Regions from separate parts of the Lactuca sativa genome. Here region 2 is linked to region 1. A link is a contact called in public Hi-C data. All regions are on one chromosome and are shown on one strand. Each heading gives the region's core, a stretch centred on a gene start, on an enhancer-like site or on the middle of the called end of the contact. The rest is flanking DNA. Distances are from core to core; before and after follow the strand shown.

Region 1 (4,040 bases), core at 339-2,838:
ACAGCCTAAGCAAGCTTACCAGATATTAGTGGCTATGAACAATGAAATTCCAGAACCAAGGCCATATCCTTTCTGGAGGAGTTCATCTAAACATATGACAATGATCCCAGCAAAACATAGCTGAACAATGATCAGAATAGCATTCCCAACACCAAGTTGACCAACACTGCCATACATTCCTGATAGAACATAAGCCACAGCCTCACCAACCGCAATCAAGATTCCCAGCAACTTCTGAGCACCATTCCTACAAATATCACAAGTTCCAATTAAATATATCATGAGATATGAAATAATAAATTTTAACTATTATCAGACTCACAATAGTGCACGATCCTCACGAACATTGTTGTCCACTTCGATAATCTTTGACCCAGCCAATAGCTGCATGACAAGTCCAGAAGTCACAATGGGAGTGATACCCAACTCCATCACAGTCCCACGGTTGGAAGCCAGAATAACACGCATCCAGTAAAAAGGGTCTGCACCAGTTGTTGAATGGATGCCATACAGAGGAAGCTGACTGCACACCAGGAAGATGAAAAGAGAGATCACAGTGTATATGACTTTCTCTCTGAAGGGAACTTTCCTATCTGCGCTTTGGACTTCTGGCAAGAATGCAAGAAATGGTCTAACCAGATGTAACACTCTAAAACCGCCTCCCATAGTGACACCCAACCTGCTGTTAAGTCATTTATGTAAAACCAACCATTAGATTACATTGTAAGTGAGCAAAGATTCATTCATCAACTGCATGCCGAACATGTGACACAACACAAACAATCAAACATACATGAATATTGGAGACAATTTTAACAAAACAAAACAAGATCAGCAATTCCAGCACGTATCCAAGGTATTGATAAAAAAAATTCTTTCAGTTGACAATGTTCTAATAGATTAAAACACACAATGTATACAAGTAAAACGATAACTCATTGCACTACATGCTGGGCTTTATCAGGTATCAGCATTGCAGAACTTTGATTAACATCTAAATTTTCCTAAAATAATAAATCATTTTCATTTCAATTACTCCAGATCACCATAAAGTAGCAAATAAAAAAAATTCAATTCATTGACTTTCAAGTAATGCAACCTCTTAATCTTCTCATTCTATTAGAAATTAAATCATTGAGAAATGAGATACAATGAAGGACATAACTAGAGACGGAAATCAGTTTGAGCGTCGTTGACCAACCGATCTAAATAATCATGCACACACATCAACAGATCCACAACCAATCTAAACATAAAACTCAAGCATCGGCATGAAAACACAACAATACCACCACCAGTTAAAAAATCAGTACAGATCGAGTCATATAGCAGCTTATTTGAAACTTTCTACATCGACTTTTTCGAGAAAAACAATTCAATTTTGGATGAAAATAGACATAACCAGATTAATAAGATAGATCAAGTACTTACAGCGTATGATTTGGTAGAGATTTGATCTAATGGGTGGAGAGTTAGTGTCCTAGGGTTTTATATCGGAGAAATGGGGATGGAGATTGTTAACATGAACGGAGAGATAACGCGTAAACGTCCCCGGTTAGAAAAGATCTTCTGTACAACGGAACATATAAAAGGAAATTTTATAGAAAGAACCCTTTATCTTCATCCCATATTTCGAAATAGTCCCTACAACTCTTAAATAGTAACAATGAACCTCGATTATGTTTTTGACTCATCTTGGTGTATCTAAACATAGACTCTAAATCCACTAATTACAAAGAAAAAAACGAAATGAAATAAATTTAACGCATGAATAATAATTAACAGAAGTTTTTTTCCTAAATGCAATTATAGGTAGACCCAAAACAATTCAAAGTGATAAAGGTAGAATAAAGTTGTATATATATTAACTAATTGAAAATTTCTTCTAAATTTTATAGGTACTAATACATCCTATAGTTTGTTATAGATTTACATACATATTTACACACTTCAAATTAATCCTAAAAAGTTACACATACTCGATTTAGATCTCTCATTGGATGTCACTTTTTTATGGAATATGCATTTTTATTTATTATTGTTTAGGGATAATTATGTGTACATATTCAATCGTTTTTATAGAAGATGATTAATTTATTTGACATACAATAATCTATCAGTAATCAATTAGAATACACATATAATTTTTTTGGAAATAGAAGAATACACAAATAGTTATATGTGCATTGGTTGATAATGACAATCAAGATTGTTTTGCTTAAAAACTAGGTTTGTATCAAAGTGTTTGAAAATAAGTCTCTTTCTTAATGAGTTGAGATTCAAGTCTCGAACAAAAAAACCATTGTAGTAGACTAGTAGTAGGATTTAAAAAGACATATATATATTAGTCATTCATATAATAATAATAATAATAATAATAATAATAATAATAATAATACCACATAGGCTCATATATAATTAATTGTGTTGGTGATAAGAAAGTGAAAATCTACAAAGAATACATAAAAATTAAACTTAAATATAATATATGTTTGTTCTATGAATATTATGATTTGTCTTCGATATTAATAATGAGACGGGTTAATGGGCTCCTGATTAAAATCCGTCCTTTTTACCATATGTGATTGAGAGTGCATACCTTTGAAGCATAAAATAAATAGGTTTTGTCTATTTATTAGTATGAACACTCATGCACGACGTGGAGAAAACACATATGACTACTCAATACAAAAGATTTTGGATGAACTTTGACAAGGTTGTAAAGTTTGTGTTATAATGAAAATTCGTGTTACCAGCTGGGGTGGTTCTGAATTTTGACTTAACAGAAAGGGGCTTTTTGTAAATTCTGAAACCAAACAATTCATAGATTGACAATTTGACACGGATTAACACGAGTGTCTAGCCAATAATCACTTGCCATGTAGGACAGCATTCCACGTAAGATCTTTGTAGAGTCCGCTTAAAGAGTAATTTGAATCTTACTTTTTGGAAGTCATTAAAATTTTTAATTATCACAAAACAAAATGGATAAAACGGATATTATATTTTTGTTTTTGAGTGTGTATATATATATATATATATATATATATATATATATATATATATATATATATATATATATATATATATATATATATATATATATATATATATATATATATATATATATATATATATATACCCGCGCAAAGCGACGGGGCACTTAAGTTCTTTTGGTAATATGTTTCCTTTACAAAAATGTTATGTTGCAAAAAAAAGTACATGTCGAAAACAATATAATCAAATTATTGTGTTATTTGTTACATGATACATTAAATAACCAATAAGTTCTGAAAATGAAAAGTTGGATGATGAAGTTGTGGAAATGGCTGATACATCAGATTCAACAAAACCAACAACATTGCCACCAGCACTCAAGAAACCTCGTGTCAAAGTTCAAAGCTGAAATAGATGTTATAGGCTTCGTGATGAGGAAGATGATGAAATTCATGTTAATGTCGGGTAAAGATCATTTGTTATTTGTTTTACAAAAGAACACCAAACGCTGTTTTTTTTTTCTATTTATCACTATATGTGTAGTTACTTAGTTGTTTATTTTAAACTTATTAATGCTTTCAAATTTAATTTTTTCAGGTGTGATTTGCATACTGTTGCAGCTGAAAACCAAGTCATCTCAGGGTGACGACGATACAGTTGTCAACACCTAAGTATTATTTTTATTAGAAGTGTGTTATTAGGCTTGAATTTTTATGGTTTTGTTTTTTTTTTCTTTTAAAACTTTTTGATGTTTTATGATATTGATTTTTATGGAAATTTTATGTTTTATAAAATTGTCATGGTTATCAATAAGATGTAAGAGCAAATTCATATACAGTTCCTAAAGAATGTTTGTGATCAATGTTGAATCATACTTTGGTGTTATATAGTTGAATTTATCATTTTAGGTTATATGATAAAACTTTTATATAAAACAATTTTGATACTTAGAGAAAAAACTCAAATATATTTTATAAAAATAACACCTTATGTTTATTTACATAAAAGTTTTATTTATTTGTAAAAATGAAAAACTTACTAAT
Region 2 (4,569 bases), core at 960-3,459, 160 kb after region 1:
CAAATTTCGTCAAACACTCTACATGATCCAAACATCCCTTTTAGTATGAAGTATGAACATGAAAAAAGCGGATTTTTTACTTTATAAATAAGTCATGTTTTCACTTTTAAGGCTACTATTTTTACACAAGACAGAACTGGACAATCTTTGTAGGCTATTTTTTTATAATGAAAGGGTGAGGAGGGCATTCACGTCTTTTGCACAGATGAGAGATTGAGAGCAAGTTTATGTCCCAACTTTGTCCCATTGACATCAGTCCTATTCCCATTCCACTACAATCTTTTGTCACGTGGGCATAAAAGTCAAAATGCATGGCTTTGCAAGGACATAGAGTTGTACAAAAGCAAATCGTTAAGTAAATGGATCTCATAGTGTTCATGATAGTGAGAACACATGGTTTGAAAAAGGGCTAAATGTAAGAAACAGTAACGTACTTTCATTCATTTGTGTATTATAAGATTTCACTTTCACTTCTTTCTGTTACAACATTGTACTTTTATTTTTTATTTTTCTTCTTAAGGCATTGTACTTTCAATTTTTTTTCTTATAGAGACATTAAACTTTTTAAAATCCTATCATTAATAAACAAATTAATAATAGTACGCTGCTATTTATTGCATTTAGCACTTTAAAAAGGTACAAACTTCACATACCTTTTGGTTCATTTCCTCAAGAGAATAGAATCCAAGAACTTTGGGGAAATCAAAAACCATTGTCCCGAAATCTCTCTCATTCATACCCATATCAAAATAAAAATCTTTTCGGATCTTGAGTTCTTCCATGCTAAAAGACAAAAGTTCTGGACACCTACTAATCACATAACCCATCCACTCCCTTCTAACTCCATTCATTTCCAAGTAACAAACTATCTCATCCAACTCTTCAATCTCCCTCTCCAATATATTCTTTCCTGCTCTAAGTAATGCAACCCCAATAAATCTCCCATCCACATGAATTGACTTAAGCCACTCGGATGTACTCCTAATTGAGTCTATATTTCCTCTTGCACTGCACATTAGCTTCCCGATTTGGGGATATGATAATCCATTATGTTTTAGCCACCTACAAGAGTAAAGAGTAAAGAACACTAAAGGTGTAAGCTTTTTCAGTTTTTCAATTTGGAATTACATTGGTCTATCTTTACATGATATGGGACTTGTATGATGATGCAAATTGCAAAGATCCTAAACACCCAAATGAAGTAGGGTACTTTAGGAACATCAAGTTGCTATTACTGTTAATTTGTTAAAGAGGGAATTATATACCCACACAAAACTAATCATCCTACTTGTTAAAAGGCAACCAAAGACTAATATTAATATGGCAGATTGGAAGACCCTAAACATAGAGCTTGAGCATTGAATTTTGTATATAATTGATGGCTATGTCATAGAATATTCAAATACTTGTTGTTTTAATGCTTTACCTTATTAGAGGGACGACATTGGAGGTCTCTAAGCAAGCTTTGGCACGAACATTAAAAGACGAATTAGCGTATTCAGGCAACTGTTTCATTGAGGCGGCTTGGATCATAACGTAGTCAATGAACTCAGGGAACAATCTTGAAGCCAAATTCGTAGAATAAGTGATCCCAAATTTCCCTTTTCTCATAGCTTCCTTGAAAATTTCTAACGTCACTTCCCTCCTAATCTCAAGTGCCCTCAAAATCACTTCATAATCGTAATCATCGTTTTCTCCATTAAACACTTCTTTGATTTCAGGCAAAGAAGAGTTTACATCGACGTCTTCCGGAGATTGGACGTAGATTGAGCCTGGAAATTGAGGGGTCCTTTTTTTAGCCATTGACAACTCCAGAAGCTTCGACATTTCATCATAGTCATACCCACTTGGATTTGGGGATTTGGAAGAAGTTTTGTTTGTTGACAAGAGGAGGGAGGTGGATTTTGCGTTGTGTGTTCGGAGAATTTTATCTTGGTTGGTTGAAGTGATTGTGGGGTTAGAATTTGGAGTAATTTCCTGTTGGGAGTGGGGATGGTGGAGAGAGGAGGCGGATATGGGTGGCAAGTGGTGGCGGGTGAAGGCGAGGGAGGCGATGGTGGCGGAAATGGGGAAGCGAAGGGTGGCGACCTGGTGGAGGGGATAACTTTGTTGGGAAGAGATCATTTTGGATAAGACACATTTCGTCTCTAATTTTCTTCGGAGTTCATAACGACACTGATCACCGGGGTAGAGGAGGTCTGGAACGGAGCATCTTAAAAAAGTGTCTTTATATTTTTTTTTATTTTTTTTTTTAGTTTATTTGTTTTACATGGAAGAATAGTTTATTTTCTTAAAAGAAAATGACTTAAAAAGTTAATTAATATACTTTTGGATTTGTATATATTTAATTATTGATTATTTTTACATTTAACCTTTTAACTTGTGTTTTATCCACATAAGTCTTTAATGTTTGTATATATTTAAGGGGTGTTTGGGGTTGCTTTTTAGGCTAAAAAATCTTTTTATACAAAAGATCTTTTTGGCTTTTGGTTTTTTACAAAAGATGATTTTAAAATGTGTTTGGTTTATCTTTTGAAAAGTTAAAGGCTAAAATCCTAAAAGTCACAAAAAGTCACTAATTTATGACTTTTGAAATAGCCCATTTTTGTTCCTGCCAAAAGTCACAAAAAGTTGATCTAAAAATGACTTCTTAAATTACCAAACATCTTTTTTACTTTTAGCTTTTCCAAAAAGCCAAAAATCCTTTTCAAAAGCAATCCCAAACACCCTCTTAGTCTTTAACTTTTTGATTTGGAACAAAAAACTACTCCAAATATCAGTATGTAAGTCTTTAATGTTTTTGTACATACTTAGTTTTTATGATCAGTTTCTTCAGATTTTGTTCATGACATTCTACATTGGATAATCATTAATGATGTGTTTTCATATGTGGCTTGTCATTCACTTATATCAGTAACCTAATTCATTAATCGGTCAAATAATGTTGATGTCTTATTTTTCTCCAAACAAAATATGTGTTCGTATTCGGTTTCATCTATCTCTATAGCAGACAACAAGATTTTTTTGTCTTGAAAATGTAAATTCAAGTTGGGAGTAAGCAATCACAAAAATCTCGTTGTCTGCTATTGAGATAGATGAAACTTTTTATCAAGGTGTTCTTTTATCTTGGAAATGCAAATTCGTTTAGCATCTTCCTTAATTCTTTTGTCTTAGAAGTGCAATTTCGAGTCAGGAGGAAAGAATCACAAAAAATCTTGTTGTCCGCTATGGAGATAGATGAAACCAAAGTCGAAGACATCTTCTGCTTGGAGAAAATAGTGCACTGTTATTTTTGACCGATTCGTGAATTAGGTTGCTGATATAAGTGAAGGACGAGTCATGTATGAGAACACCTCATTAATAATTGTCCTATATAGGATGTCATGAACAAAATCTGAAGAAATTGGTCATAAGGACTAAATGTGTACAAACTGAAAAATATATTACCCTATTAAGTCATTTTTCCAGCTTAACCTGGAGTAGCCAGTTATAAGGACTGAATGTGAACAAAAAAAACAAGTTAAATGGTCAAATGTGGACAAAAAGTGTAACACCTAGTTTCCAGAACAAATCGGTTTAGGGCATCAAGGATTCAAAGGCAAAGTTTTTGGGTAAAATCGGGTGTCATGACGTGACAAGTTAAAAATGAAATGTGTATCCATGAGGGCTTGTCACGAAGTGACAAGAGGATGGTCACGTCGTGAGGAGGGTTGCAGCCCAAGCCCACAAATTTTAGGTTTCTCTCCATATTTAAGGATCTTAACTCATGTCCTATGGTATACTCGTCAGCCTCCACTCCATTCAAACGAAACTTTATCCCCATTTACAAGTTCTTAAACTTTTAGTGGTGTCTTGGTGACTTAAAGAAGAAGGGATCATTTGTAACGCCAAATTTTGGGTATGTTTCTTTTAATTGATTTAATACTTTGGATGTTGGATTTCCGGTGGCTACGGTGTGGTGATGGAGTCCCACGACGCGGCCTCTGTTTAATGGCAAACTGTAATCCGGGGTTTGAGCCCCTATTTAGGGGAATGTGATGGCTAGGGTTGCCCACCCTCAGCTTGAATCATTCTCCTTCAGCCTCTAAGAGAAAACCCTAGCCTCCATTGCTAACCTTTCAAGATCTAATATTTATGATACTTGTCTTTAGATCTAGCCCTTTTTTTTGGAAGGTTAGATCTCATAAAGTTGACAACTTTATGGATCTATGTGGTCATTCTAGTGTCATATGTTCCAGATCTAAGGATCTATGGAGTTTGTGGTCCTATGCTCAAGCTTTCGTTATTGCCATGTTTTTGACCTAAAATGGAAGGGACATGCATGTCCATAAAGCTACGATTTTATGGCTTATTAGGTGTAAGAAACCCCCTTCTAGAAACTTTGGGTGAGTAACTCTAGAGATAGGGTGCTTAATGAGTGTCTTTATTCATCCAGTCACCTTTAAGGAATTAGGGTTTGGGATCTTGACTTATTGATGTGTCTTCATAGATAAAGTTGGAAACTTTATCCATCAAGACCATGGTAAGGACTAGATCTGAGATTTGGAGCTCTTGGAGTTGTAGGAAAAT

What was found. Hi-C and Micro-C count contacts between places; a contact is called where the count stands out from the background.
Region 2: a contact with region 1 is called in a Hi-C map of seed, with 4 times the contacts expected there. The contact joins the promoter of LOC111893729 here to the promoter of LOC111893728 in region 1. A contact is called at or near these places in 2 of 4 Hi-C or Micro-C datasets (leaf and seed).

The regions. Positions count from the first base shown.
Region 1 is chr1:185,360,670-185,364,709 of Lsat_Salinas_v11, forward strand. LOC111893728 reads right to left here and starts at 1,589. Exons shown (of 7, transcript XM_023889794.3): 1 at 1,432-1,589; 2 at 323-682; 3 at 20-247. The coding sequence starts at 666.
Region 2 is chr1:185,522,535-185,527,103 of Lsat_Salinas_v11, forward strand. It overlaps LOC111893729 (transcription termination factor MTERF2, chloroplastic), which reads right to left and starts at 2,210. Exons shown (of 6, transcript XM_023889795.3): 1 at 1,427-2,210; 2 at 654-1,062. The coding sequence starts at 2,124.